Regions from separate parts of the Mus musculus genome. Here all the other regions are linked to region 1. Evidence: chromatin contacts called from public promoter capture Hi-C data. All regions are on one chromosome and are shown on one strand. The core of a region is the stretch at or near the end of the contact, and the rest is flanking DNA. Distances in the headings are between cores, read along the strand shown.

Region 1 (6,731 bases), core at 3,227-5,726:
AACAGGACCCCACCATGCAGCCCTGGATGGCCTAGAGCTCCTCACATAGCCGGGGCTGGCACTGAAGTCAGAAACCTTCCTTAGTATTAGGAATGCAGGTGTGGGCCACACACCTGGCTCACTTGCTTGAAAGAGGATTTTCTGAATTCTTTCTGGAGGGTTCTGGGACTGTGACTTGCTCAGTCTGACTCCCACATGGCACTGGGGCAGGGGCAGGGATGGTGCTGAAAACCCTGTAAAAACCAGCATCTCCTACCTACCATCAAGTGGCCAGGCTGGCAGGCAGGGCCAGTGTGACCAGTCCTTTGTTCCTCTGGTAGAGAGAACCAGAGGCACCTCCTGTAAGAGGAGGAACTGGGAAGGGGGCTAACCTCCCACTGATCTGCCTCCTACCCCTGACCCCTGCAGACTGGAAGGACCTCCCTCCTATAAACCACCCACCCCGAAGGCCAAGCTGGAGGAACCAGAGATGGTGAGCTGTCCCCTAGAACCCGAGCTCCCCTGCCTCCATACCCTGCCTTCCTCCCTGGGGTCAAGCTGGGAGGGGGCTGTTGGCCTGGGACGGGGCTGGCTGGGAGCAGCAGACATGAGGGTCCTGGTTTACTCTTGTGTCCTTCCACAGCCCTCTCAACTCTTCACCTTGGGGGCCTCAGAGCACAGCCCAGTGAAGACGCCATACTTTGATGCTGGTGTCTCTTGTGCTGATCAGGTGGGAGCTTCCGGGGAAACCAGGGTGGGCTTAGGGGGTGGCTTAAGGGTTGAAGGTCAAGGTTGGGTAGAGTGGAGTGACTTATGAGTTGGGTAGAGAGAGCACTCATATGAGTTGCTCAGGGCTGTGCCTACAGCGGAGACACCACCATGGAGCCATTCCCCAGGGGGCCCCCACATCAGAGACACATCAGAGACCATCTTCTTGGTGGTCAAGAGTCAGATAAGGAGACCGAAGCAGACTGAGAGATCTGATTAGCACTCAAGGTTAAATAAAATAAATATTGAGGTCAGAGCTGTGCACCATAACTCTACCTTGTGATCCCAGCACTTGAGAGAAGAGAATTACAGGAGATTCAACCAATCAGAGCTACAAGGCTAGCATGAGCTCAAGAGTGAGATTTTGTTTCAAAATAACCAAGAAAAGCAACAAGATCGTTGACTCAGCAGTTTAGAGCGTGCTGTGTCATGCGGACCAGAGTTGTGTCTGATTCACATACCAGGCACCCCCCAGTGCCTGTGACTCCAGCTTTAAGGGATCAGATACCCTCCTCTGGCTTCTGCACAAATATTAGTACACACACGCATACATTTCCAAATATCTAGAAAAACAAAACCAAAGCCAAGCCTGGTATGGGGTACACACCTGTAATCTCAGTATTTGGGAACTGAGGCAGGATTGCTATGTTTGGATCCAACCTATGCTACCTAATGAGACCTTGTGTAAAAGAAAACAAAAAAGTCAGTCAGATCGTAACAGTGCATGCTTCTCATCCCAACACAGAGATGGAGGCAGGAGGGTCAGGAGTTCAAGGTCATCCTTGGCTACAGAGAACACCTTGAGTTACATAAGACCTCTTCTCCAAACACACAAAAAGATTTATGTTAGGCTGGGGTTATAAGGCAGTTGGTTCCGGTTGCTTGCCCAACATGCACAAAGCCCTGGATTCAGTGCTCAGCATTTTGTAACTACAGCAGCCCAGACCTGATTCTAACACTCAGGTGGTTGAGGCAGAAAACTCGGAGACTGAGACGGGCAGATCTGGCCCACCAGAACAGCCAGAGCTACATAAAAAGAAAAGAAAAGAAAAGAGAGAGGAGAGAGACAGAGAGAGAGAGAGAGAGAGAGAGAGAGAGAGAGAGAGAGAGAGAGACAGACAGACAGAGAACCCAGAGGTCAAATTTTCTTGGGTAAGGATTGGGTTTCAGAGATCAAAGAGGAAGACTGAGACAGGGTAAGGAGGTCCGTGCTGGGCTTGGGTTAGAAGTGACTGTACAGAGAAGTTTGGTCGAGGGAGAAAGGATGGCAGTGGTGTAGTTGGATCTGATTGGCAGGGGGCAGATCTAGGATGCCATCCTGAGACTGAGGTGACTTTGACATCTTGCTTTTGCTCCCTCCCCACTTCTAGGAGATGCCTCGGTATCACGAGCTGCCCACTCTGGAAGAGCGGTCAGGGCCCCTGCTGTTGGGGGCTACAGGCCTGGGACCTTCTCTTCTGGTGCCTCCAGGACCCAATGTTGTGGAGGGGGTTTCCCTGAGTCTCGAAGATGAGGAGGAAGATGATGAGGAGGAAGACTTCCTGGATAAAATCAACCCTATTTATGATGCCCTGTCCTACCCCAGCCCCTCTGACTCCTACCAGAGCAAAGACTTTTTTGTGTCACGGGCCATGTATGTGTGAGGGAGGCACAGGGGCTCTGACGTCTCACCTTTCACCCTTGACCCATGAGCTTTCCACCAGTAATCTAGGACACTCTGACTTCCAGGCAGACCAGGGACAACTATCACCCATTGCAATCCACCTGTGACTTCTTAGTGACTCCACCATGACGTCCAATCTATGATGTCTGAGGCAGGCAAACCTGCACAACTGGAAACCTGGAGATTTTTATCTCCCTTGGCAGGGAGCTCACCATATCCTTCTGCACCACCTGTGACCCCCCCCCCCCCCCCAAGGACTCCTAAGACTACGACCCTTTGACCATGCCACTCAGTATCTCAAGAACCCTTAAAGTCCCAAAGGAATCGGACCTTGCACTTGTCCTCAGGCAATAGAGTCCAACAGATATGCAAGAACGGGATCAGGGGCTCCCTGTTGCTCAGACCTGAGCCCTCCAGGCAGCAGAAGCTCACCTGATCCCTCCCCACCCTGCTCCCCAAAGGTGAAAAGGAGAGGATTCCCCAATGTAAGGTAGGACCTCCCCATCTCCACCTACTCCTGCAGGCAGGAATCTCAGGTTTCTCACACCCTCTCCTCAGCACCCAGGTTCCTGTCTCCAGAGCATGAATTCCAGGTCCAATGCTAGAGGGGAGAACCTAATGCAAGTGTGCCTTGCCACCCCAAGTTTGGGAGACTCTGCTCTTATCCTGAGGACTACTGAATTCTTTTAACCCCTACCCAGTGAGATGAGAACTACATATCCCTCTTTAGGGGATGGTGTGTGTATGTGTGTGTGATGGAGAATCTGGGCATCTGGGTTGGGAATTTTATTTTGTAAGCATTTCCTACATAATATGAGTTTCTACTTTGATAAAGTCTTGTGTTTTCTGTGAGATGTGAAGTGAGTGGGGTACAATGAGGCCTGAAGCTTGAAAGGCATCCGTGATCTGTAAGTCAACAGAGAATGGACTCCCCTCCCTCCCCAAAAAGTCAAAAAAAAATGCCCCAGAAATTAATGAGTCATAAGCAAAACCGCATCAACCAAAAGAAAAAACGGTAGGCATGCAAGAAGTGTCTAAGATCATGAGGCAAATACTATTTTCAATGAAGCCCCCAAGGCGTGATGGGTAATGGAGCTAAACGAATGAGCCAGAAGCAAAGTAAGAAACGAGGGCTGTAGGCGTAGTGGGTAGTCGCCAGAAGGTAAAAGATTCCAAGATAGTTCATTAGAGAAAGGCCGGAAGGATGGGAAACGTGAACAGGCAGACACGAGCTAAACCGAGCCAAGGGATTGAAGCTCAATGAATGGGGGAATGAATGCTGGGTAATGGGAAAGGAATGAATGGGCCAAAGATAGAAGCTACAGTGACGCAAGGAGCAGACGGCATGATGGGTAAAAAAATAAAAGGGGGTGGGGGGGTCAAGGCAGCTGCGGCGTTAAGGGAGAAAGCGGCATTGTGGGTAGGCAGAGGCCGGCAGGTTATCCCAGAACTGGTTTGAAACCTTCCCGAGGCACTGTGGGAAGGGGCAGCACTTCCGGCTTTACCGTCGGGGACCCTGCCTCTCCACCGCGGTGCCTGTCGGGACGCGAGACCTGACCTTGCTGCCTAGCAGCGTCTGCAGCGCAACGCACCTCTACTGATGTCCCCTGACCCTGGCGCATTGGCCAATGAGAGACCTAGCACGCACGTCACCATGGCCGGCCCATTAGACATACTGTAGCCAATTAGAATGTGAGTTGAGCCAAGGTCCACCAATAGTCAAGGCATTTTCTGGGGCGGGTCTCCGCGCCTCCAAAAGGAGGGCGGGGCAATGAGCAGGTAGGCGTGTCAATGCGTGTGCTATCGACAAATAGCGAACTAGCTCCAGCCCCGCGGCGTCGCGAACCAATGAACTTGGGATACACGAGCCAATAGGAAGGTAGAGGAAGCTGCACTGACTGATTTCGACTAGGAACCAATAGGAGTAGGGCTTCAACAGAAGGGTGGAACTTCCTGCTAATTCTCCAATAGAATGTCTTTCTTCTAGGGCGGTGGGCGGATCTCGGAGGACACCGAACCAATAGAATCCATGGGGCGGGAAAACAGCGGTGGCGGCGGCGGCAGCGGGTTCGGTTGCGCTTAGCGCACGGGGTAGGAGCGGAGCCCAGGCCGGGAAGAGGAGCCGCCGCGGCCGCCAGTGAGAGCCGAGTCCGCTTTGGGTGGGAAGGGCCTGGGGTTGCATCCGGGGGTGTGCGTGTCGCCCCGATCCCTGCCCTCTGACCTTTCCCCTCGCAGATACCATGGGGAACGTGTTGGCTGCCAGCTCTCCGCCCGCAGGGCCACCGCCGCCTCCTACGCCGTCCCTCGTGGGGCTCCCGCCGCCGCCTCCTTCGCCGCCAGGCTTCACTCTGCCGCCGCTCGGCGGCGGCCTGGGCACTGGGTCAAGCACTGGCCGTGGTTCGGAACGGACTCCCGGGGCTGCGGCCAGCGGCGCTGCGGCGGCCTCGGAAGATGGGAGCTGCGGATGCCTGCCCAACCCGGGGACGTTCGAGGAGTGCCACCGGAAGTGCAAGGGTGAGGGGCGCCAGGCCCGAGTAGCCCCAGGGAAAGGGAAGGGACCCCCCGGAGGATTGGCGCACATCGTTGCAATCATTAAACAGAACGTTGGAAGCTGATGATGGATTGGAAGGGTGGGACCTTGAACTTGGGGCTCGAAACTGCGATCAGATGATGAACTCGTTGGGGAAGAATGCCACAGCAGGAGGGAGAAGTCTTAGGGTACTGAGAGCCAGGGGACCAACCCCACCAAGATTCAGGAGTGTGATCAGGAAGGGAATTATAGTCCAAGGTCACGGTGTCAAGAGGTTTTCCCCAATGTTCCTGTGAGGGGTTCGACCCAAGGATCCTAGCCTAGGATCTTTTGACAATTTGATCATAAGAGGGAGGACATTCTTACTCTCGATAGTTAAGTGTGTTAACTTACTAAATACTGAGGACAGTTCTGTGTGGTGAGAACTGTAAGCATGAGAAGTTAGGCAGGAGAGTGAATTTCCTAAGTTGAGGTGACTGCACTGGGTTTAAAATGTGCAAAGGGCCAAGGTTCCTCTAGTGGTGGAATTAGTGAGATAAGAGTTTGTGAAGAGAGCTTGGGATGGGAGAAGAATCTGGGGTATGACAGCATCTCTCTTCTGCAGAGCTGTTTCCAGTTCAGATGGAAGGTGTCAAACTTACAGTCAACAAAGGGTTGAGCAACCGTTTCCAGGTGAGCCTTTCTGGTGCCTTGACCCTCCAGAGGTCACAACAGCGATACTCCTCCATGCATACAGATCCCCTCACTCTTAAAGGCTTGGGGTTTTTGGTAGGTAGCAAGATTCAGATAGCACTCCAATGGCACCACTGGCCAGGGCAGAGGTGGGAAGATCGTACTCCCAAGACCAGACCAGCATGCATCAAAAGACCCTATATCAAAACATAAAAGACAAACTAACAGGAAGACTCAAGAATTCCAGGGTGACTACTTGGGGCCTGGGGGAGTTAGGGTTTAGGAATCCATAATTCTTACCCTACAAAGTCAAGTAGGAGTGGAAACGGTGAGTGTGGCGCCCACCCCAGCACCACTTTCTCACTAGAAACCTTTAATCTCGTCAGGTCAGGCCTGGTGTTTTGTTGGATCCCTGGGCATTGATGCTGCTAGTCGTGGCCTGACACCCGGTGTTCACTCCCCATCTCCACATCTCTAGTTTGCATCCCCCAGCTATCGCCAAGACCCCCACCACCTACTCTTTTCTCCCAGGTGACCCACACAGTAGCCCTCGGCACAATTGGGGAGTCCAACTACCACTTTGGGGTCACATACGTGGGGACGAAGCAGCTGAGTCCCACAGAGGTAAGATTTCTTCAGTCATTCTAACATCTGTTAAGGAAATCCAGTGGCCAGGTGACAGACTCAAGGGGGCTATGAAGGGAAGGAGGTGAGCAAGTGAGCAGCCAAGGTGTTGGGACATGGGTGATTCCTTCCTGCAGTAATATCCCTAACATACTGTTCTTTATCTCATCCTGGGGGTGAGGGGCTGGGTTTGGGGACAACTTAGTGATGACCTGGATGCTTGAACCAGATAGAGCACCTGGAATGTCAAGATTTTTTCTTGGGTGTTCTCTAGGGGGTGCTAGAGAGCCACAGAAATTTGGCGAGGGAGATGGGTCAGATGGGTGCTTCAGGTATGTTCCTCGGGATGGAGAGAAGGGGTGTGGAGCTGGTGGGAGCGGGAGGTAGAGGTCTGAGCTACAGCTCTCCTCGTGCTCCCTGTGGGGTTTTGTTTGTGTTTGGAGATACTGACCTGTGGCAGAGGATGATCTTAACCTGTCAGTTCTCCTGCCTTTG
Region 2 (7,075 bases), core at 1,812-4,311, 4.9 Mb before region 1:
TCAAAGACCACTCACATGAATGTTACAAATACACACACACACCAAATAAACAAATAAATAATAAATCTTTTTTTAAAGGCCTTAAGATGCCAGGCAGTGGTGGCACACGCCTTTAATCCCAGCACTTGGGAGGCAGAGGTAGGCGGATTTCTCTGTGTTCAAGGCCAATCTGGTCTACAAAGTGGAAAGCCAGAGCTACACAGAGAAACCCTGCCTCAAAAAACAAAACAAAACAAAACAAAAACAAAAACAAAAACAAAAAAAAAAACAAACCAAGAAAACAGAACAACAACAACAAAGTTCTTAAGAGGCAGAAGGGCTGGTGAGATGGCTCAGTGGGTAAGAGCACCCGACTGCTCTTCCAAAGGTCCAGAGTTCAAATCCCAGCAACCACATGGTGGCTCACAACCATCCACAACAAGATCCTCTTCTGGAGTGTCTGAGGACAGCTACAGTGTACTTACATATATTAATAAATAAATCTTTAAAAAAAAAAAAAGAGGCAGAAGCAGGTGAATCCAATGGTTTGAGTCTAGCCTGGTCTATATAGTAAGTTCCAGGCCAGCCAGGGCTACATAGTAAGACACCAGCTCGGAAACACAAAACAACCATAAAATATCACCCAGAAGACCTAGTTTCTTCAACAAGCAATAAGCAAACAGACAAGTAGGGGAGGCCCACTAGGTCCATTAGAGACAAAACAATTGAGATGACCAATTACAACAAGCCAGCCCTGTGCACACCTGTAACCCCAGCCCTCAAGAGGCTGAGACAAGAGAATCATGGGTTCTAGGCCAGTCAGGGCTACTTAGGGAAACCAAGTCTCAAATAAAACACACACACACAAGAAAGTTCTCATTTTTCTGTGGTACCTGCTAAAACATATACAGGTAATATGGCTTCTACAAGGAGCATTTAAAACTTGGAACAAGGTGAGGACGTGGCTCAGTGGCAGATCCTCTTGCCTTTGTCTAGAATCCCCCAGTGAGGGCCTGGGGGCGTGGCTCAGCCTTGCAGGGTTGATTTAGATTCTTAGTATCCAGGGATATGGAGACAGGGAAGAACTGGGTGAGATGAAAGGATAGTAAAGGAATCGCTACTAAAGCTGGGGAGCATAGGACACCAGCCCAACTGAGTATTCAGTTTTTACGGGTTTGAAATGTTTCCTACTACACCATTAAACTGTGAAATTATAGGGACAGCCAAGAAAGAGACCTCAGTAGCCAGGCATCCAAATCAGGCCTGGGAAAGAGGAGGAAAATGAGGAACAGGAACCCAATCTCTTTGAAGAACAAGGACAACTATTAGGTCCGACCAGAGGGTGTTCCAGCCCGGAAGAAAGGAACATGAGGATGGAGTCGCTGGTCACACCAACCTGCTCCCGCTGTTCTTGGCTGCTCGGCTGGGTCTCCACCCGCTGGCCCAGCAGCTCCCGCAGCTGCTCCTCCTCCCGGCGAGCGGCCACTCGTTCCCCGGCCAGCTCACCCCGGAGCAGGGCCACCTCCACCTCCATCTGCGAAAAAACAAGGCGAGAATTTGGGTGCAGCAGCCAGTGGAGGAAGGGGCTGGGAGATGGGAAGTCTGGAAAAGGCCTCGGGCCTTGAACACCTGCTGCTTATCAAAAAGGATCCTAAAGTTTAGAATGGACTCGGTGTCTTGGCTCGCAGGTTCCCTCACGGGTTGATTTCCCAAGATCTCCCCATCCTCACCTCGATCCTCAGTTCCTTCTTCTGGCGCTGTAACTCCTTCACCCGCTGCTCCATCAGAGCCACGCGAGTCAGTGCCTCCAGCTGCTGTCCTCGCAGCCGCCGCGCTGCCCCCCGCAGCTCTTCCCCAGAAGGGAGGCATGGGGAAGGTGTGGCTGGAATCTGCGCGGCAGGCGTAGCCTCGGGCTGAAATTAGAGAGGGTGTGATGAGAACAAGTCTCGCCCCCCTCAAGTCACCAAACAGGTCTGGTCCCACCCCAGTAGTGCCTCTGGGGGTCATGAGCTGCCAAGTTCAACTACTTCCTTTCGGGTCCGAATGGAAGACCGTGAAGCGGGGAAGCCGGCAGGTTCTGAACCCATCATACAAAGCCACTATGCTCTGAAGCTGAACTAGCAGAGCTTGCTTCCTTTTCTTTCCTTCCTTCCTTCCTTCCTTTCTTTTTTCTTTCTTCCTCATTTCTTCCCTCCTTTCCTTTTCTTCTTTTCCTTTTTCCTTTCTCCCTTCTCTCTCCTTTTCTTTTTTCTTCCTCCATTTCTTCCTCTATTCTTTCTTTTTTTTTCTTCCTTCCTTCCTTCCTTTCCTTCTTTCTTTTTTGTACCTGAATGCTAGTGGAAATCAGAAGATTCTTGCCTTACATCAATGAGGGTTCTGGGGATCGAACCCAGGTCGTCAGATTTGACAGCAAGTGTCTTTGTACACGATGAGCTCATCTGTCCCTGAGTCTCAACCTCTTGGGATCTCTTTCTCAGAGTCCCTGGATCGCTCTTCTTCCCCCCACCCCCACCCCCGTCCCTCTCTCTGACTTAGACTCTTCTATGTTGGCATTTCTTTTTGTTTCTCTTCTGGGTCTGTGTGTCTTCCCTGTGTCTCTCTTTTAGGTCTATGTCTCACTCCCTGTGTCTCTGTCGTATCTAGTTTCTATGTTTCTACCCGAGTCTCTCTGGCTTCAAATCCAACTTTGTCTAACAGGGTGTTTCTGCCTGTCTATGGGTACTCTCCTTGACTCTGGGTCTCTGTCTAGTCTCTCTCTTTATGTTCTTCTGTGTCGTCTTGGGTGTCTGTCTGTCCGTCTGGACAGCCCCCCCGGGGGGATGATCCCTCACCTCTTCGCGGCAGCTCTCGGTGCTGCTACCTTCTTCCACTTCTTCCTCTTCCTCGGCCTGCCGCCCAGCTCCGGGGCAACTTGGAAGCTCCGCTGGGACTTCGGGCTCCTTGTGCTCTTTGGGATCCTCGGGGTGCCCCTGAGGCTGCACAGCCCCTTGAGGCTGGACCTCGACGGCGCATTCCGAAACCTTTGGAGACGAGGAGCCCTCCTCTAGGGTGCTGGGTGTCCCCATGGCCGCTTCGGATTCCTGTGGTGTGGGCGTGGTCAGTTTCAGAGGCGTGGTCTGATGTTTGTGGGCGTGGTCTAGAGCGCGTTGAGCTTGCCCAGAGGGCGGAACCTAAAGGTTCAGAGACCAGCTCTGAACATTCCGCGGGCGTAGATTTCCTGGGGACCCGCTCGCGACTGGGGAGAGGCTGTCGGCTCCGAAGGTGACACACACACCTAGAGGTGGGAAGAGAATTTGAGTCCGGGGTCCTAACGCTCCCCGTGCTGGGGCGTCGCACGCTGAGCCTTCCCTTTGCTCCATGTGTCATCCCTGAGCCCCTTCTGCAGCCCTCTCCAGTTTCCCGGATTGCCTCCAAGAGATTCCATCTCCTCTACCCTCTCGGGACTAGCCCGGCTCTCCTCCTTGGAGCTCCACAGTTGGGTCCCGAACCACCTGTAAGGAATCAGCGTCCGAGGCTCCTCACCCCAAGATCCAGAACTCGGGGCTGGCAATGTCTACCTCTCCGGATATGCCTGGGGCCCCAACGCCTCCGTTCCTTCCCGGGAGGAGGTCCTCGTAGGTCGTCAACCTTCTTTCTGGCTCTGCACTGGGCACTGCCGCTCCTGCGGCTAAACAGGTGGCTGGAAGGAGGGAGGAGAGAGAGGCCGCCCCGTCCCCCTCCCCAGCAGCCCGGAAGTGGAGGGGGGGACAACAGGTCCGACAGCTCTCCTGGGAGGAGGGAGCCAGCAGCCTGCCCCGCCCGCAGCCCAGGCACCCAGCCATCCCGGCCCCTCCAGCCCCACCCAGAGAGAGCCCAGCGCCCAGACCTCCCACTCAGCCTCCGGTGCCCCTGGAGGGCCGGGCTTCTTAGCCACCTGCATACAGCAGCCTCCCTAAGGCCGAAGCCTAGGAAATCCTCAAAGGAAGATAGGAATGAAGATGGGGGCCTCTCCCCTCTAATAAGCCCTTTGGAAGGGCCCTGACCGGTTTAGGGAGCCGGACAAGGGGAGGGGGTATCCCGGGCTGAGTCAGCGATCTGCCCAGAGACAGAGTGTGCCCCACGCGCACACAGTTTACTATGGGGTGGGGCACAGAGGTTAAAGGTCACAGCCAGACCCTTTCCTCTCTGGGCAGAAACAGGAAAATATCTGGTATGCAAAACCCGACTGTTAGACATCAAGAGCTGTGCAAAACATTTGACACACCTCAGTGTCATACCACACCACAGCCCATAGAAAAAAAGAGATCGACCGTCTCCATTGTACAGTTGTGGGGACCGAGGCTGAAGGAAACAAATACACCTAGGATCTACAAGCATTCTAAATGACTTTTTTAAAATTATTATTACTTGTGTATGTGAAAGATAGTGCAGGTATGTAAGTGGCACCCAACATGTAAAGAGCTCATAGGACATCTTTGGGAAGTGGTGCCTTCCAACGTGGGATTCAGGCATGGAACTCAAATCATCTTGTTAGCAAGAGCTTTACACTCTCGGCCTTCTCAGCCCACATCTGTTACTACCTGCTTTGTCTCTCGAGATCTGTACTCATAACTATTTGGCAATACAGGAGGGACAATAGCAGCGACAGGGGCAGGGGAGCTGGTCATGCAAGCAGGGTGCAAGAAGTCAGACATCGGGATTTATCAGTTCAGTGAAATATCCCGTTATTGTTTCCATTACACAGATCAGAAAGCTAAGGGATGGAGAGGGGCTCATTTGGCCTGGGACTCCCAGGGGAGGGGCTCACACAGAATTATGTGCTGCGGTGCAAGTCTGTGAGAATACCTCCCCTACATCGATGTGAGCAACCTGCTATCTGCTTCCAGTCCCCCCACCCCCAGCTCCCTTAGACCTTCCTTCCTTCCCCCATGGTCCTGACCACTGCTAGCTCTGTCTCCTCCTTCCCTTTTACGTGAATGTCTGTCTAGACTAAATGTATGTCTGTGCATGCCCGGTACCTACAGAGGCCAGATCCCCTGGAACTGGAGTTACAGATGGTTGTGAGCTGCCATGTGGGTGCTGGGAACTGAACCCAGGTCCTCTGCAGGAGCAGCCAGTGCTCTTAACCACTGAGACATCTCTCCAGCCCCCTTCCTTTCTATCTATCTATCTATCTATCTATCTATCTATCTATCTATCTATCTATCTATCTATCATCTATCATTCAGGGTCTTACATAGCCCAGGGCAGCCTCCAACTCACTGTGCAGTTGAGAATAACCTTGACCTTCTGAACCTCCAGCCGGCAAGGGCAGGGATGACAGGTCTGCACCTCCCTGCCTGCTTTATGCAGTACAGAGAAAGGAACACAACACGGGCTTTATACATGCTAGGTGAGCGAACGTTCTACCAACGTCTACCCCTGGCTTTTTGAGAAACCAGGGCTGAGTCTCGGCATCCATCTGGAAACATAATTCCTTCCCCAAGAAAGCAAGCAGAACTCAGATTCGTGGCAAAAACGAAGTAAACTTTATTTAAGAAGCTCAAGTAGCTGGTGAGAGTAGAGGTAGGAGAAGAGAGAGGCCCTGGGGTGACACCCCTCCCCTCACCCCTCCTAGTGCATTCATAACGGATGTGAGCAGCTGGCTGGGACGAATCAGGAGGGTGGAGTCTGGACCCCACAGCGCATATTTGCAGGAACAGCAATGTCTGAAAAGAGGAAACCTCAAATGATTTTAAGTACGCAGGGATGCCTCATGTCCCACCAACACCCAGAAATGCTTGGGGGCTCTTAGAAGGGACGATAGTTCTAGCCCTAAGTCCTCGTCCCTCAGACCCAGGGCTCCAGCACCCAGGCCTCCTTTCAAATCAAGGGGCTCAGGCCCTTCCTCTCTCAGGTTCACAGATTCTTACCCCATTGACTTTTTCCTCAGACCCCAGGGTCCCGTCCCTGGGTAACTCACCTATCTGCTGTGGCTTGGGCAAGTTCAGGTTGTCCATGACCTTGATAAATTCCTCACAGCTGAGGGTAAGCCGTGGGTTCAGAGTCCGTTCCTCCTCCACAGTAGAAACTGTGAGCCCTGTCCACAAAGGGGAGGGGAAGGAAAGTAACTAGGGGCCCGCAAGAACTACATTTCCCAGGAGGCTTTGGGGGTTGTCTCCCTAGACTAGAACTGGCCCTTCCCTGAATGGTCCAGAGAAGGTGTCCCTCCTCTCTCTTTGGGCACTATGGGAAATGTAGTTCTCACAGTTGCTTGCACATCTCTGGGGCTGTCCCAGAAAAACCTATGCCCTGCAGATGTGTCTTATTGTTTCTACATCCACTCAGCACGCCCAAGCACATAATCTTTTCAGCCACAGGAATTTCTGGGTTCTGTTGCCTCCATGCCTCGTGAGAACGACAGGCAGAGGGAATTTTCCCTACGTTAAGTGTTAAGCGACAGCAGCCTGTCATGGCCTCGGGCAAGCCCTCACCGTGGTAATCGTGAGCCGGGTAGATTAGACAGTTGCCTGGAAGTGTGAAGATCTTCTCGTGCACAGAGTGGTACAAAGTCTTAGCACAGCCTGAGGAAAGAAAACGTACAGGTCAGCGGATCAAAGAGACAAGAGGCGTTCCCTGATCCCCTTTCCCAGAGAAGGACAGGAGGATGGAGGTACTATGACTAAACCCAATCTCTCATCTCCTGCCAAGCATTCCCACGTGTCTTGGAGACACAGATGGAGAAGGGCGTTGTAGGAGGTGGGACAACATATATGAAGACCTGGGAAATGGTAATAAATCCATTTGGGTAATTTGTGATTCCATTAGGTCTGGCTGAGAGCCTGAAGAACCAGGGGTTGTGGCATCCTCACTGGGAGGTGAAAGAAGGGGGCTCTACATCAGGAAGGTGGACTAAAGGGAAGACTCAAGACATGAGCACCAGGAGAAGGAGCCGCAGGGATTTGAATAAGAAGTTCTGCGTCCTGGGGCTGGAGGAATGCTTAGGGAGTAAAAGTGCTTGCAATCAAGCCTCTCGAGACTGAGTTCAGATCCCTAGCACCCGTGGGAGGGTGTGGCCTATGCTCCCATAGCTCCTGCACCTGCACCATAAACAGCAGAGGCAGGAGGACCACTGAGG
Region 3 (7,221 bases), core at 1,905-4,404, 4.4 Mb before region 1:
TCCTTGTACACTTTCCCAAGTGCAGTGCACTTTGAGCACATGTCCCACTGTCCTCTCTTATCCCTCCTCCTTCCAGACCTTTCTTCTCAGCAACTTCCCCTCTTCCTTCATGCAGTTCAGAGAGGCTCTGTGTAGAGCACTTGCCCAGCATGCAGGGATCATGTTTCCAATCCCTAGCACTGTGGGGATGGGGGAAGCAACCCAACTTACCTGTAACTTGGTCATTGTTCTCTTCTCTTTGAGACAAGGCAGGGCTCTGGGAAGCAAGCTGGGGAAGAGGGGCTTCGTGAGAACACTGCTAGGACAGTTGGTCCACATGGCTTCCTCAGCTTCTCCATCAGCCCCAAGGGCTGTGCAGGTTGACCAGGCTTTTCTACCTGCTTCCTGCTAATCAGTAGTGTAAGGCTCCAGGTTACCAGGTCATGCGTGCCTCACTTCACTCACAGCAAAGGGTTAGACAAGCCCACAATTCTCTATTTCTGGCAGCTTCAGGGATGCCGTGTACTCGCACCTTCACAATGCTGCCTGTAGTGATGGGCTTTCCATAAAAACAAATGTTTAAGAAGTCTCGAGCTCTCTGATGAACGCTGTGTCATAACTGACCACCACTATCTAAGGGTCTGTTAATGTGACAGCTATCTTACATATAACTATTTCCTTACACAGTAGTGAAATCCCCACCCCCATATTCTCTCCTTCTAAAAATTTTAAATTCTAGTAAACGTTGCTCATCTGCAAGAGCCCCCACCAAGTTTCTTTTCCCACATACATGAAGATAATCACCAATAAAAAGCTAAACCCTCTCTAAGGAAAGGGGAGTTTGGCCTTGCGATATGGCTCAAAGGGTATGAGCGACTGCTGCTGAGGCTGACCACCTGAGTTCAAGACTCTGAAGCCCACGTGGTGGAAGGAGTGACCCTACTCCCACAGGTAGTTTTCTGACCTATTCCTTTTATCAGCTATGGAACGTCCCACTCTTTAAGTAAATAAACAATGAAATATATGCAAAAAGAGCACATCAAAACCAGAGTTGCATACCACTTAAGGCTTTAGGACACTGCTATCTGCCATCACCGTTCCTCTGACAGACTCCCGTGGGAAGCTAGACTCTCTCCAGGGCTCCACAAGCAGCTGAGACGGGTCCAGGAATCCTGGGCAGCGCCGTCTCAAGCAGAGCCCAGCTAGAGAGGACCGGCCGACGCCAGCGGTGCCCCTCTTCTCCCCGGAGATGCAGACTCGGTCCCCGAGAAGACACACCGAAACACCAGCACACAGAAGGGTCGCGGAACGCTGCAGGATGTCACCTCATCAGAAGTACTGCCAGGGAGCCTGGCCTTGCGGCAGCGGAAGTCACCTCAGCCGTCACTGGCGCTGGAACTACAATTCCCAGAATGCGTCAGCGGAAGCGCCTAGCTCTGTGCTTTTTCCGGGACTACATTCCCCAGACTACTAAAGCCTCCATATGTTCCAAGCTCTTTTAACTGGCATGTGAGCCTTAGAAATCGCTTTTTGGGAGCTCGCTCACCGGGGGTGCTTTTCGGTTTCTTTATTTTTGAAATGCCATGTAAGACATCTATGGATACTTTTTTATTTCTGTTCTGTTTTGTTTTGTTTTGTTTTTTCCCCGAGGCAGTTTCTCTGCGTAGCCCTGGATCTCCTGGAATTCTGTTTGTAGATCAGGCTGGCCTCAAACTGAGAGATCCCTTTGTCTCTCGCTCCCGGGTGCTGGGATAAGAGGTAAGCACCACCATGCCCAGCTGTGGGTCCTTTTTAAGAACACTGAAGTCTCATTTTATATTATATTATAAAAGCTAAAACTTCAACTGCTCAGCTATAGGAGCCTGATTCAGCAGCAGAGGCAGAGTCCCTGAATAGAATCCTCCAGTCACAGGCTGTGGGAGTGATGGTAGAGCACAGGGTGTCTGGGTCACTATTCTACTGCTATGAAGAGACACCATGATCAAAGCTTGTTTCAGAGGCTTAGTCCATTAACATGGCAGAAAGCATGGCTCCCTGCTATTTCCAATCATTCAAATACATAGATGTATGGGGGCCACTGTTAGTCAAACCATCACACTCTGCTACCTGTCTCGATAAGCCTTTGCCCATATCATAATGCCAAATGCGTTCAGCCCAACTTCAAAAGTCCCCACCATCTATTGCAATCCCAATATTTTTTAAAAATCTAAATGTCAAACTTTTATGATACTCATGACAATCTCTTCATTGTAATTCCCTGTAAAATCAAAATCAAAAAGCAGACCACATAATCCAATGTGTTATGGCATAAAATATACTTTACCATTTCTTAATGGGAAGGCAGTATAGTGAGGAAACACTGGACCATAGCAAGACTAAAAACCAAAGGTGGAGGCCAAACTCTGCATCTCCATGCTGATGTCAAAGCACTCTTCAGATGCTTTACTCTTTCGGCTATGTTGGCTGTAACACACTTGTCTCTCTCAGGCTGGTTTCACCTCAGTCTGCAGCTCTCTGCAGCTGGGATCCCATAGTTCTGGCATCTTCAACATCTTGTGGTCTCCGACATAATCCAGGTTCACAGCTTCACTCAATGCCCTCTCTTGGCCACTATGCAGGAACTCTCCTATACTACAACTGCCTTCAGGGCATTTCCTTCATTACTAAGGGAGGCTCAAGAACCCTTTTCTTGTATCCTTGACTCTAAAGCCAGAACCAAGTGTTTCTTGTATCCTTGACTCTAAAGCCAGAACCAAGTGGCCAAAGCTGGCATGTTCTGCTGCTCGATGGTCTGGACCTTGGCCCCATCCGATTCTATGTCCACTATCTTTCTGGAACTGATGGCCTTCCTCGTGCTGAAGCTGGAACTGATGGCCTCCCTCATGCTGAAGCTGTACTGATGGCCTCCCTCATGCTGAAGCTGGAACTGATGGCCTCCCTCATGCTGAAGCTGGAACTGATGGCCTCCCTCATGCTGAAGCTTTTCCTCTTCCTTCTCACAGGCTGGAGGCTTCGCTGGGTGGGGTGTTGCCCTGAGGTCAGCACTCCCTTTATAGCATTCAGAATCAGGCTTTTCCTTAAGCCTTCACGGTGCTTCTTTTCTCCTCACACTCCACACTGCATAGTTCTTTCTGTCTGGCTTGCTCCTCCTCATGCTGGATCTCCATGAGAGCGACTGCTAATAACCACAAGACACAGTCAACACAAGGCTGTCTGGAAATCTCCCCTGCTTATGCCAGTAATACAAAACTCATCAACTTAGCTTCAGGCAGATTTTTAGGATGAGGACAAAAATCACCCACTTTTTTTCCTCAGTATATGACTAGAATGGTTTAGGCCATGTACTGTTTGCCTCTGAAACTTCTTGAGCTGCCCCCCACCCCCAGCTCAAATTGCCCTTGTCTTGCATTCTCCTCCTAGGATGACCCACTAAGCTCTACTAATCAAAAAGCACTTAATAATTTTGTAGTGGAAAGTCCTAAAGTCTTCCATATTCCTTCAACAAACAGCATGGTCAGGCTTGTCACAGCAATACTCCAGTCCCTGGTACCAACTCCTGTCTTGGTCACTGTTCTATTGCTTTGAAGAGATACCACAAGTCCAAGCAACTCTTACCAAAGGAAGCATTTAACTGGGGGCTGGCTTACACTTTCAGAGGTTTAGTCCTTTATCAGAGCAGGAACATGGCAGCAGGCAGGCATGATGCTGAAGAAGTAGCTGAGACTTAGATCCTGATCCATATGCAGAGAGGCAGAGAAAGAGAAATGGACTCACATGTGCTTTTAAAATCTTGATGCTCATACCCAGTGATAGACTTTTTCCAAGAAGGCCACGCCTGCTCACCTTTTAAATCCTTTCAAGGAGTTCCACTCCCTGAAGACTAAGCATTCAAATATATGAGCTATGGGGGCATTCTCAGTCAAACCACAACCTGCCTAGAATCCCCCAGTGAAGGGCTGGGAGCCTGGCTCAGTGGTAGTACTGACACCTGACGTATGTGACTCCTGTATTTGTGCCATAATTACTCTTCTTCTTCCAAACATGCACACACACACACACACACACACACACACACACACACACACACACACTAATTGGAAGCAAAGGGTAAGTAAAACTGGAAAAGCTGTTTTCTTGAGTGCACCAGAAGCTAGGTTTGAGAAACACTGGATTTAACTCATAGCCAATGCTGTGTCCTTGGATATTCACCACCCATACAACCTACAGATACAACAAAAAAAGAAAACCATTTATTGATTCTCACAATAAAAGCAAAGTGCCATATTGAAGCCGGCAAGAAGACTCCATACCAGCTAGCCTGACCTCTTAGTGTGGCAGAAACAAGAGACCCTGCCCGTGGCCTGCAAATGCCTTGGCAGGTACAGGCCCGGGGACCTGAGTTCAATCCTTGAAACACACACAGTGGAAGGAGAGAGCTGACTTTCTGTAATTTACATCTGCCTCTACCACAGGTGCTGCAGCACACTGGTGTACACACACACACACTCACACACACACACACACACACACACACACACAGAGGCATGCAAACACAAATTAATAAATAAATACATAAATAAAGTAAATGACATATTACAGGAAGACGGCTTACTTTGTCTCAGCGAGTTGACAATCCACTTCTGAGCCAACCATGCTGCAGCCACATGTCAGCTTCTTGCTTGGAGGACAGTTCAACTCAGTGCTACTCTCTTGTTCCATCTCCCTCCCTAAAACATAACAAAACCATGTCCATTTACCATGGAGTCTCAGGATCTGCTCTAGCTTGTAGCTCAGGTTATTGACCTAAGTCTAGAATACTGTGTCAGAGACAAGAGTATGGACTGTGTTTACTCCACTGTTATACACCCATTCAATCCTTCTTAAACAGGTTCAGTGTGTGTGTGTGTGTCTGTCTGTCTGTCTATCTGTCTGTGTCTGTGGGTACAGGTGCCCTTGTGGGCTACAAGTGGATGCCAGATCCCCTTGGGCTAAAGTTACCTGTGATTTGTCAACTTGCAGGGAAGAGGGAGCCTCAGCTGAGGAGATGCCTCCATGAGACTGGGCTGTATGCAAGTTTATGAAGCATTTTCATTATTAGTGGTTGATGTGGGAGGGGCCCAACTCACTGTAAACGGTGCCAGCCCTGGGCAAATGGTCCGCAGGTATATAAAAAGGCAAGCTGAGCAGTCAGGACTGGCTTTTGATCCCAGCACTCGGGAGGCAGAGGATGGAGGAATCTGTGAATTTGAGCCCAGACTGGTTTACACAGTGAATTCCAGGACAGCCAGAGCTCTATCTCAACAAACAAACAAACAAACAAACAAACAAACAAACACCTAGCAATCCATGGACAGCAGCAAGCCTGTTGGCAGTGTTCCCCCATGGTTCCTACTCAGGCTTCCTTCAGAGATTGACTATGATTGGCAGGTCCAGCCCAAGATGGTTTTGTTCAGTGATTATCACAGTAACAGAAACCAAACCAGAACTGGAAGTTCTCTCCTCCATTTGGAAATGTGTCCAATAAACATCAAATTTAATGAGTCCAGTCATCCCTGATCTCAAGTTTTCCTCAGTAGCAAGGAGCCTGTGAGTTGTTTGTGTGGGGGTTTCTAAGGACAGGTGACATGTAACTCTCCATAGAAACATGTATGAGTGTATATATACATATATATAATACAGCTTGCTGGCATCACACAAAGTCAGCAAAATAACCTCTGAAAGTATAATGAAATTACAAAGATACAAAATTCACACATGGCTTGCAGTGAGCTAGCCCACCACAAAAGTTGTGGCATGGTCAGTGACAGCTGTGCATCTGAAATTAAAATTTTAAATTAAAACTCAGGTAGACCAGGCTAGCCTCAAACTTGCTCTGTGGTTGAGAAAAGCTCCGAACTCCTAAACCTTCTTGTTCCACCTTCCAAGTGCTGGGATCGAAGGCATGCACCTACATTCCTGGACTAGTTGGGTTATTCCTATTGACCTATAGTGAAGTTCTCTGATAATATTTTTCAGCTATGTTAAGCATAATTTTTGTAGTTGTTGAGACAGAGTCTCACTTTGAAGCCCAAGCTGGCCTGGAATTCATGATCTTCTTGCCTAAACCTCCAAATTGTATGTATACCACCATGTCAGACTTAGATTTTTTTTTTAACTGAGGTGGGGTTTCTCTGTATGGCCCTGGCTGTCCTAGAACTCACTCTGTAGACCAGGCTGGCCTGGAATTCATAGAGATCCACCTCCCTCTGCCTCCTGAGTGCTGGGACTAAAGACTTATACCACAACTGCCCAGTCTTTTCCTAGAACCTTGAATACAATGATTAGTCATGGCTAATCTCATACAGCAAGTTTGAGGCAAGCTTGGACTACACAATTCCCTGATAATGCCAGAACACAGTCTTTCCTAATTGTCATTGTAGTTATTTGCCTGCTGTCTCCTAGCAATAGATCGTCCTCACTTCTCAAGCAAAGGCTACATAGCTTGGAGACAGCTACGAGTCAGAATTGGTGCTTTTGCCTGGAAATGGGTGCACCTGCTTTGCCAGAGTATTGTAATGGATCTGGCCAGGAATTAGGCTGGAATTGGGTCTAGATAGATAGATAGATAGATAGATAGATAGATAGATAGATAGATAGATAGATAGATAGATAGATAGATAGGGATAGAATATAATTGCAAGACAGGGTTTCTCTGTGTAGTTCTGGATGACCTGGAACTCTATCTGTAAACCAGGCTTGCCTCAAACTTAAGATATGCACCTGCCACTGCCTCCTGAATGCTGGGATTAAAGGCATGCACCACCACCTCCTGGTTTTCGTTACTCTCTTGTAGTCATTATCTTAAGAATATCACTGTTATGGTCAGAATGGGAGTGCTTAGGGACTTTTTTTCAAGTGTCCCTGATGTTCCTTTAATTTGGGGCCATTGCTGTGTATGTGTATATATATATATACCACAGAAGGATTCTCTGACTGTAGGTTTCCCTTTTCTCAGGATAACTCCCCATTGTTTGTACCAGGGTCAGTCTAGTTGTCTGAAGGTCCAGCAATGGTCTCCCTTTTTGCCTCTTTGGTCTATTTTGACTGAAGGTCAGAGAGGCCTACTCAGCCACACACCATTGAGACAGCATTTGTACTTTGGTTGGGAGGGCAGGGGTGGGGCACACAATTCTGCCATTTCATAAGCAACTGGAAGACAAGAGCTTGCATGAAGAGATCCATGTGAGAGAATTAAGAAAACAA
Region 4 (6,460 bases), core at 1,307-3,806, 4.8 Mb before region 1:
CCTCGAAGCAGAAGAGGAAGGAAGAAGACCTGCACACTGTCCAAAGTCCAAGTTCACACTGGCCACCTCACCAGACTGTGGTTCAACAAAGATCCAAAGCCATGCTCTGAATAGAAGTAGGCAGTCTACACCCACAGTCTTAGCTCTCAGGCTGGTAAATCTGCAGTTTAAGGTCAGAGCTGGCTACATAGAATTTGAGGCTCGTATGAACTAAATGACACACTGTCTTAAAAAAGAAAGAGTCGGGCAGTGGTGTGGTGGTGCACGCCTTTAATCCCAGCACTTTGGGGGCAGAGGCAGGTGGATTTCTGAGTTTGAGGCCAGCCTGGTCTACAGAGTGAGTTCCAAGACAGCCAGGGCTACACAGAGAAACCCTGTCTTAAAAAACAAACAAACAAACAAAACAAACAAACAAACAAACAAAACAAAAAGAAAGGAAGGAAGGAAGGAAGGAAGGAAGGAAGGAAGGAAGGAAGAGATCTCATAGACTCTACTCCTTTGCTCAACTCTCCAGGCTTCTGGTGGGGTTGGGGGCAGGGCCACATAAAGGCCTTTTATAGCCAGAGAAGGGCAGTCCTAGTTCATTCTCCTCCATTTCCCATCTGGAATTTTCTCCTTCCTCTTTGTGGATCCAGAGTGTTTATTTTCACCCTTGCAAAGCTCACCTATAACCATCCACATTGCTCCTTGGCTCCCATAATTCCTGTTTCTCTCAATGCACACGTTTCTTCCTCCTACTGCATTGTGACAGGACCTTGCAAGACCAGGCAGTGTAGGACTAAAAACAATACGGTTTCCACTCTCCTTTAGACTCTTACTATACAGTCCAGGCTGGCCTTGAACTTGCAATCCTCCAACTTCAGCTTCCCAGGTTCTGGGGACAATAGATATGGACACTAATAATATGGCAAAGCCTGAATTTAGGGCCTGGGGGCACAAACAATGGTAGAAAGCACACTGTTCAAAGCCCAAATGTCAAATTTGCTGTTGGAGGAATGCGGCTGGAGCAAGAGGAGGAGGTGGCATCATTGGATAGGGAATTTACTAAAGACACCTAGATACTGGATCAGGCCTTTGAAGGACCGAGAAATAGTGACTGGCAAGGAAGAGCTCTCATGATTAATCATCAGATGTTGGGCCCCTCTAATTCTGTAGTAATACATTATTTTTGGAAAAACTCGCACCATTCAGCAAAGAAAAACTGAGGACAACTGGTTGTTTCTATTTTAAATATTTAATATATGTGTTCCATGCAACAATACCTAGGATTAGCCATTCCATAAACCCACTCCCCCTTCTTTTTTTGAGATCTGATGCCCTCCCCAAAAGGAAAAAAAAAAAAAAAAAAAAAACAGGTCTAGAATAGCGAATCCTCCTGCCCCAGCAGGAATTATAGGCGCGTGACACCACACTGGGCTTTAACTATTATTCTACTTGACCATCACAGCAAGGATTGTTAGGACTTTTCTTGGGGGTTTACTTGGGGACAGCCATCCCTCTCCAAACCCACATTATATAAAGCTTCTTCCAGAACGTTCCGGATATCAAGTGGAAGCATTAGGACAGGTGGAAGCCAGCTGGGCGTGGTGATGCACCTCTGCGAACTCAGCACTTGGTAAATTATAAATTCTAGGTTGTACTCCGCGATATTGTGGGTCCAAAACCCAGCTACATGAAACCGTATGCCTCAGTTCCCTCAAAAGCAGAGTGGCCAGGACCCCACCCACACATACGCCTCACAGTGCGTGAGTGAACACAATAGATACCTTTCCGCACAACGCTAGGTAGGACTGGGACTCGGACAAACCCCGGTACCAAACAATAAAGATCAGCTCCCACAATGCCCCGTGACAGCGTCCCACGATGCCTCGGGCCTTTAACGACCACCAGGCACCCAAACGCTCCTTGCCCCGGGGCTTCTCACAGAAGGCGTGTGCGACGAAAAAAAAAAAAAAAAAAAAAAAAAAAGTCCCCTCCAGGAGCCCAGGCCCTTCCCAGAATGCCCCAGGCCCAGAACGCCTGGCCCACGGGCTCCCACAATGCCTCGAGGCGAAGCTGTGCTGGGTCCCGAGCCGCGTGCTGGGGAAAGCAAGGGACTCCCGGGCCGGTCACTCGGCCAAGCGGCCGCGGGCTCCCGTCATGCAGCGGGGCTGTATCGCCCGCTTCCCAGCATGCCCCGCGGCCCCCCCCAAGCTCGGACACTCACCGACGCCGGCGGCCCCGGATCAGGCTCGGCGGTGGCGGCTGCACGCCCGGGCACTGCGCCTGCGTTTCGGGAGGCTAGGCGAGCGGGCGAGCGAACGGGCGAACGAGCGAGGGGCGAGCGAGGGGCGCGTGCGCGGTCAGATGGACCATTCCCGGAGGTCGATGGGAAGAGGGGCTCAGAGGATGGCGAAGGCTGTAGAGCTCACGCCGGCGGGGGTGGCGGGCTCTGCCGCTCACGGCCCCGCTAGACTTGGTACAGTCTGCGGCCCGAAGGGTGAAGAAGCTTTAAGAATCGCGCGTGCGTGCGTGCGCGGTAGAGCGAACGCGCCTTATAAATAGTGGATGCCTTGGAATGAGGGGGGAGAGTGGGGGCCTAAATACTCGGCCCGGATCCCCCGGGCTGGAGGCTCGCTCATTTGCATAATCCTAGCGCGGGACAAAGGAAGGCCTCCCGCACTGGAGGATGTGATTTGCATATTCCCGGGAGAGGCTGTTCTTCAGAGCGCAGTGATTAGCATATGGATGGGGAGGGGGGGGGCACCTGGAAAAATAAAGCGCATGCGTGTAGGGGACTGCAGACTTAATCGTGGTGGGCTGGCAACCTTGTCCCGAAACTACCGAAGGTCTGGGACCCCGTTCACGTCCCTGTCACCTAGGATAAATTCCTGGACAGCACGTGGTTTCTGCGTTGCGAGAGATCTGAACCCCCAGTCTAAGGAAAACGAACCACATTTGATTAGACAAATACTTAGAACTGTCAAGACCTGGAAGAGAGAGAGGTAGACGGCAGGAGGCCGTGGATGCCAGAAACGCCTGCCCCAGCTCGAGGTTCTGCAAGGGCTTCCAAGGGCTGATTTTTAAGCCAGGTCTGAACTGGAGCCAAGTAGAATGCCAAAAAGCAGAGGGAATAGCTGATGCAAATTTCCAGAGGCAAAGTAGTGCTTGCATTCTTAGAGGGAGTCAAGGCAGCTTTTCCGTGGAGCACAATTAGAAAGTCTGCTATAGGTGTTTGCTTTTTTATTTCTTTTTTTGTTTTTCTTTCTTTTCTTTCTTTTTTTTTTCTTTTTTGAGGCAGAGTCTCATGTAGCTCAGGCTAGCCTCCAACACCTGGGTCGAAGAAAATGACCTTGAACGCTACCTCTTGAATGTTGAGATTACAGGCATATGGCAGCCAGCCCAGCTCCTGTGGGTAATTTTAAAGGGCCATAACTTCATGCTGACTATTTGTAGCCATCCCTACAGCCCTCTCCTTCCCGAATGCTTTTATCACTAGCAATTTAAAACTCTAGAGTCCCATTACACCACAGAAAAGGAATAGTTGTGTTTTGCTTTGTTTCTGAGAGTCTCCTTGTGTATTCTGGAACTCACTCTAGCTCCGGGTGGTTTTCGTCAACTCCCTGCAGTTCTCCTGCCTCAGCTTCCCAAAGGCTGGGGTGGCAGGTATGCACCTCCCACACCTGGTCTCCCAGTCAAACTTGTGTCCCTGACGCCTCTTCTGGACCCACCCACCGTTTTATCTGGTCCATATCCCCAGCACTTCAAACACAGTAATCCCTTTGCTGTCTCAGGCTTTGATCTTGCCTTTCGATTCATCGGGAAAACCCTTTGTCCCTGCTGCTCCGAGCTCACTCTCTCCTGGTATTGATGCCAATCCGAAGGGCCTTCCTTGATGATACAGCTCCTGCAGATTGAGTGATTTAGGGAAATTGACACAGCACTGGTCTCAATAAATGCAGCGCTCTGGGTGGAAATGGGGTGGAGGGTGCCTGGGGCTTTGGAGTTCTTTAAGTCTCCTCACTCTGCATGAAAATTTCCATAACAAAATAAAACAGTACCCACCCAACCCCCCACCGCCGCACGCGTGTGCGTGCGTGAGTGTGTATGTGTGTGTGTGTTTATTTTATTCAGGCAGGGTCTCACTACTTAACCCTGGCCTGGAGTTTACTATGTAGACCAGGCTGGCTGCAGATATCCACTTGCCTCTTGTGCTGGGAATTAAAAGTGTAAGCCACCACCACAGGAGACTGATTGACCCACCTTCCTTTCTTTCTGAAACAGGAGCCTAATGTGTAGCCCAGGCTGTCCTCAAACTCACTCTCCTGCCTCAGCTCCTTGAAGGCTGGAATTTTAAGATTTTAAGCATATAAATATTAAGAGCCCTCTTTACAATTTAAAGCAAGCTTTAAGCTTTTCTGCTTGGGGGGTAGGGGCACACAGTCTTGCAGTCTTGCTAAGTAGCTAGGAGTGGCCTGGAACTTGCTCTGTAGAGCAGGCTGCCCTGAGCTTCTGCTCGCTGAGTGCTGGGCTTCCAGGTGTATCCCACCACGTCCGGCTCTGAAACTGTTCCCATTGCTGCCTAGATGCGTCTGTTTCCTTCATCAAAGTTTCACAAAGGTCAGAGTACAGTGACCTTTTCACCTTGAGCCCTTAAAGCCTAGAACAGGATCAAATTTCAGATTCCTGTTAAACTGAAAAAAACAAAACAAAACAAAACAAAAAAAAAAGCCTCTTTTGTGTTTGTGTGTGTGTGTGTGTGTGTTTTATTCACAAATTGCTGGCTGTGGTTGGATCAGCCTGTAACCCCAGCTTTTTAGAAGCTGAGGCAGAAGGGTTACCGGAGTTCAAGACCTGCCTGTATTATAGTATAAGATGCTGTCTCAAAACGAAGAAACAAACAAACAAAATCCTCACCACGCCTCTCACCGCCCCCCTCCCCAAAAAATCCCCCAAGTCTGGGATTTTGAGGAAGAGTGGCTGGTGGTTGGCCTCTCGGAGGTCTGGCTCCTTCATCTTCCTGTGTATCAGCATCCACGGTGCTCCACCCCAGCGCCTGCATCCCCCCCCCCCTTCCTAGCGGTACAGCGGCGGACAGAGGGACAGACACACAGCCACCCCATACTTGTTCTCTCCTCAGTTTAATGGTGGTTAGTGGGATTGCCAAACCCCCTCCCTATCCCCTCCCCGCCCCGTACAAAAATGTGTTTCATTTTTTTTTTAAACAAGAAAAAGGGGCAAAAGCCAGTAATGGGGGGAGAGGGGTGCAATCTGATATTTTCATACAGATTTTTGATTTTTTAATATATTATATATAAAACCATAGAGAACCACACATCCCCTCCAAACTCCTTTCCCCCTCCCCGGGGGGCCTGGAGGAGAGACGGGGAAGGCCCCCCCAAGAGCGGGTGAACAGACAATTATGGAACGGGAAGGACGTGGGGGTCAAGATGGAGGGAAGGGGAGCCGCCCAGGAACCCAGAGAAGGGGGACTGGATAAGAGTCGGGGTTGTCTCCCTTACTGCCCCCCCCATCGGAGTTTTCACACAAAGACACAGAATTCCCATTTCCACGCCCTCCCCTGCCCCTCCCCCCACCGTGCAAACATGGCTTTGCAAAGAGGTGCCCAGAGCTCTGTGGAACTCTTACAATGGCTGGCATGGGGTCTGGGACCCCAAAGAAATCTGTGTTTCCCTTCCCTGCCCACCCCACCCTTCCCAGAATCTGGCCCCCTCCCCCACAAGACCTGGTTCTGTAGCCTAGGGGTTCTGGCCTTCCCCCTGTTTTCTTCCCCCAACCCAAATCCTTATTACCCGTCCCAGGACTGGGGGTCTAGGAGGGTCCTTAAGTCCCTGTCTCCATAGGGGATCCCAAGTCTCTGGACCCTAGCCTTTGGCCCTGGGAGAGATCCAGGCATCCAACACCCCCAACCCCTGCCCAAGCGCCGAGGTGTTAGCTAGTGGGGGAGAAGACCACCATCCCATCCCGGACTCTGGTCAATGTCTTTGCTGGCTCCTTGCAGCTGGCGGTGGGGGAGTAGGGTCAAATGAAGAATTCTTCTTTCCGTTTGTGTCCATCGCCGCCATTGAGGAAGGCTTCTCTGGCTTCTCCCTGCTCATCCAAGCCACTGGCCTCATGGGTCAGATAGGATCCTGAGAGCAGGAAGATGTCCCCAGGGCAAAGGGCATGGTGATGAAGACCCAGGGAGTGTGTATAGGAAAAGGAGACAGGCAAGAGACACAGCATATGAAGGAAGTGGGAGAAAGGGAACCAGAGTCCAGTTCAGTGAGGCACAGGACAAAGGTAGAGAAAGAGGTAAAGAGGAATTAGGAAGACTCCAAAAAGTCACAGAGGACCCACCCTCATCCCCGATATGCCCTTTTTTTTTTTTTTTTTTTTTGTTGAGACATGGTCTCCAGTTTCCCAGGTAAGCCTCAAACTTGATAGTTACAAGTGACCTTGCACTTTGTATTCCCCTGCC

Evidence for each region. Promoter capture Hi-C pulls out the DNA fragments that hold promoters and counts their contacts.
Region 2: a promoter capture Hi-C map of pre-B cells shows a contact between it and region 1, with 4 times the contacts expected there. The contact joins the promoter of Phldb3 here to the promoter of Tomm40 in region 1. A contact is called at or near these places in 3 of 39 promoter capture datasets (cranial neural crest, frontonasal cranial neural crest and pre-B cells).
Region 3: a promoter capture Hi-C map of pre-B cells shows a contact between it and region 1, with 5 times the contacts expected there. The contact joins the promoter of Zfp235 here to the promoter of Tomm40 in region 1. A contact is called at or near these places in 3 of 39 promoter capture datasets (cranial neural crest, frontonasal cranial neural crest and pre-B cells).
Region 4: a contact with region 1 is called in a promoter capture Hi-C map of second pharyngeal arch cranial neural crest. The contact joins the promoter of Zfp428 here to the promoter of Tomm40 in region 1. A contact is called at or near these places in 5 of 39 promoter capture datasets (cranial neural crest, frontonasal cranial neural crest, maxillary cranial neural crest and 2 more).

What each region holds. Positions count from the first base shown.
Region 1 is chr7:19,713,174-19,719,904 of GRCm38.p6, reverse strand. It overlaps Tomm40 (translocase of outer mitochondrial membrane 40), which reads left to right and starts at 4,476. Exons shown (of 10, transcript NM_016871.2): 1 at 4,476-4,547; 2 at 4,646-4,924; 3 at 5,545-5,612; 4 at 6,144-6,236. The coding sequence starts at 4,651. It overlaps Nectin2 (nectin cell adhesion molecule 2), which reads left to right. Exons shown (of 9, transcript NM_008990.3): 7 at 409-472; 8 at 623-709; 9 at 2,118-3,261. The coding sequence ends at 2,390. It overlaps Gm38955 (a long non-coding RNA gene), which reads right to left and starts at 4,441. Exons shown (of 2, transcript XR_881874.2): 1 at 3,916-4,441; 2 at 1-313.
Region 2 is chr7:24,607,314-24,614,388 of GRCm38.p6, reverse strand. Phldb3 (pleckstrin homology like domain, family B, member 3) reads right to left here and starts at 3,061. Exons shown (of 15, transcript NM_001102613.1): 1 at 2,811-3,061; 2 at 1,710-1,892; 3 at 1,376-1,513. The coding sequence starts at 3,044. Ethe1 (ethylmalonic encephalopathy 1) reads right to left here. Exons shown (of 7, transcript NM_001364014.1): 5 at 6,432-6,521; 6 at 5,921-6,037; 7 at 5,464-5,666. The coding sequence ends at 5,614.
Region 3 is chr7:24,128,305-24,135,525 of GRCm38.p6, reverse strand. It overlaps Zfp235 (zinc finger protein 235), which reads right to left and starts at 3,154. Exons shown (of 5, transcript NM_019941.3): 1 at 2,303-3,154; 2 at 1,039-1,377; 3 at 211-268. The coding sequence starts at 225.
Region 4 is chr7:24,503,183-24,509,642 of GRCm38.p6, reverse strand. Zfp428 (zinc finger protein 428) reads right to left here and starts at 2,556. Exons shown (of 3, transcript NM_146183.2): 1 at 2,207-2,556. Cadm4 (cell adhesion molecule 4) reads right to left here. Exons shown (of 9, transcript NM_153112.3): 9 at 5,110-6,131. The coding sequence ends at 6,022.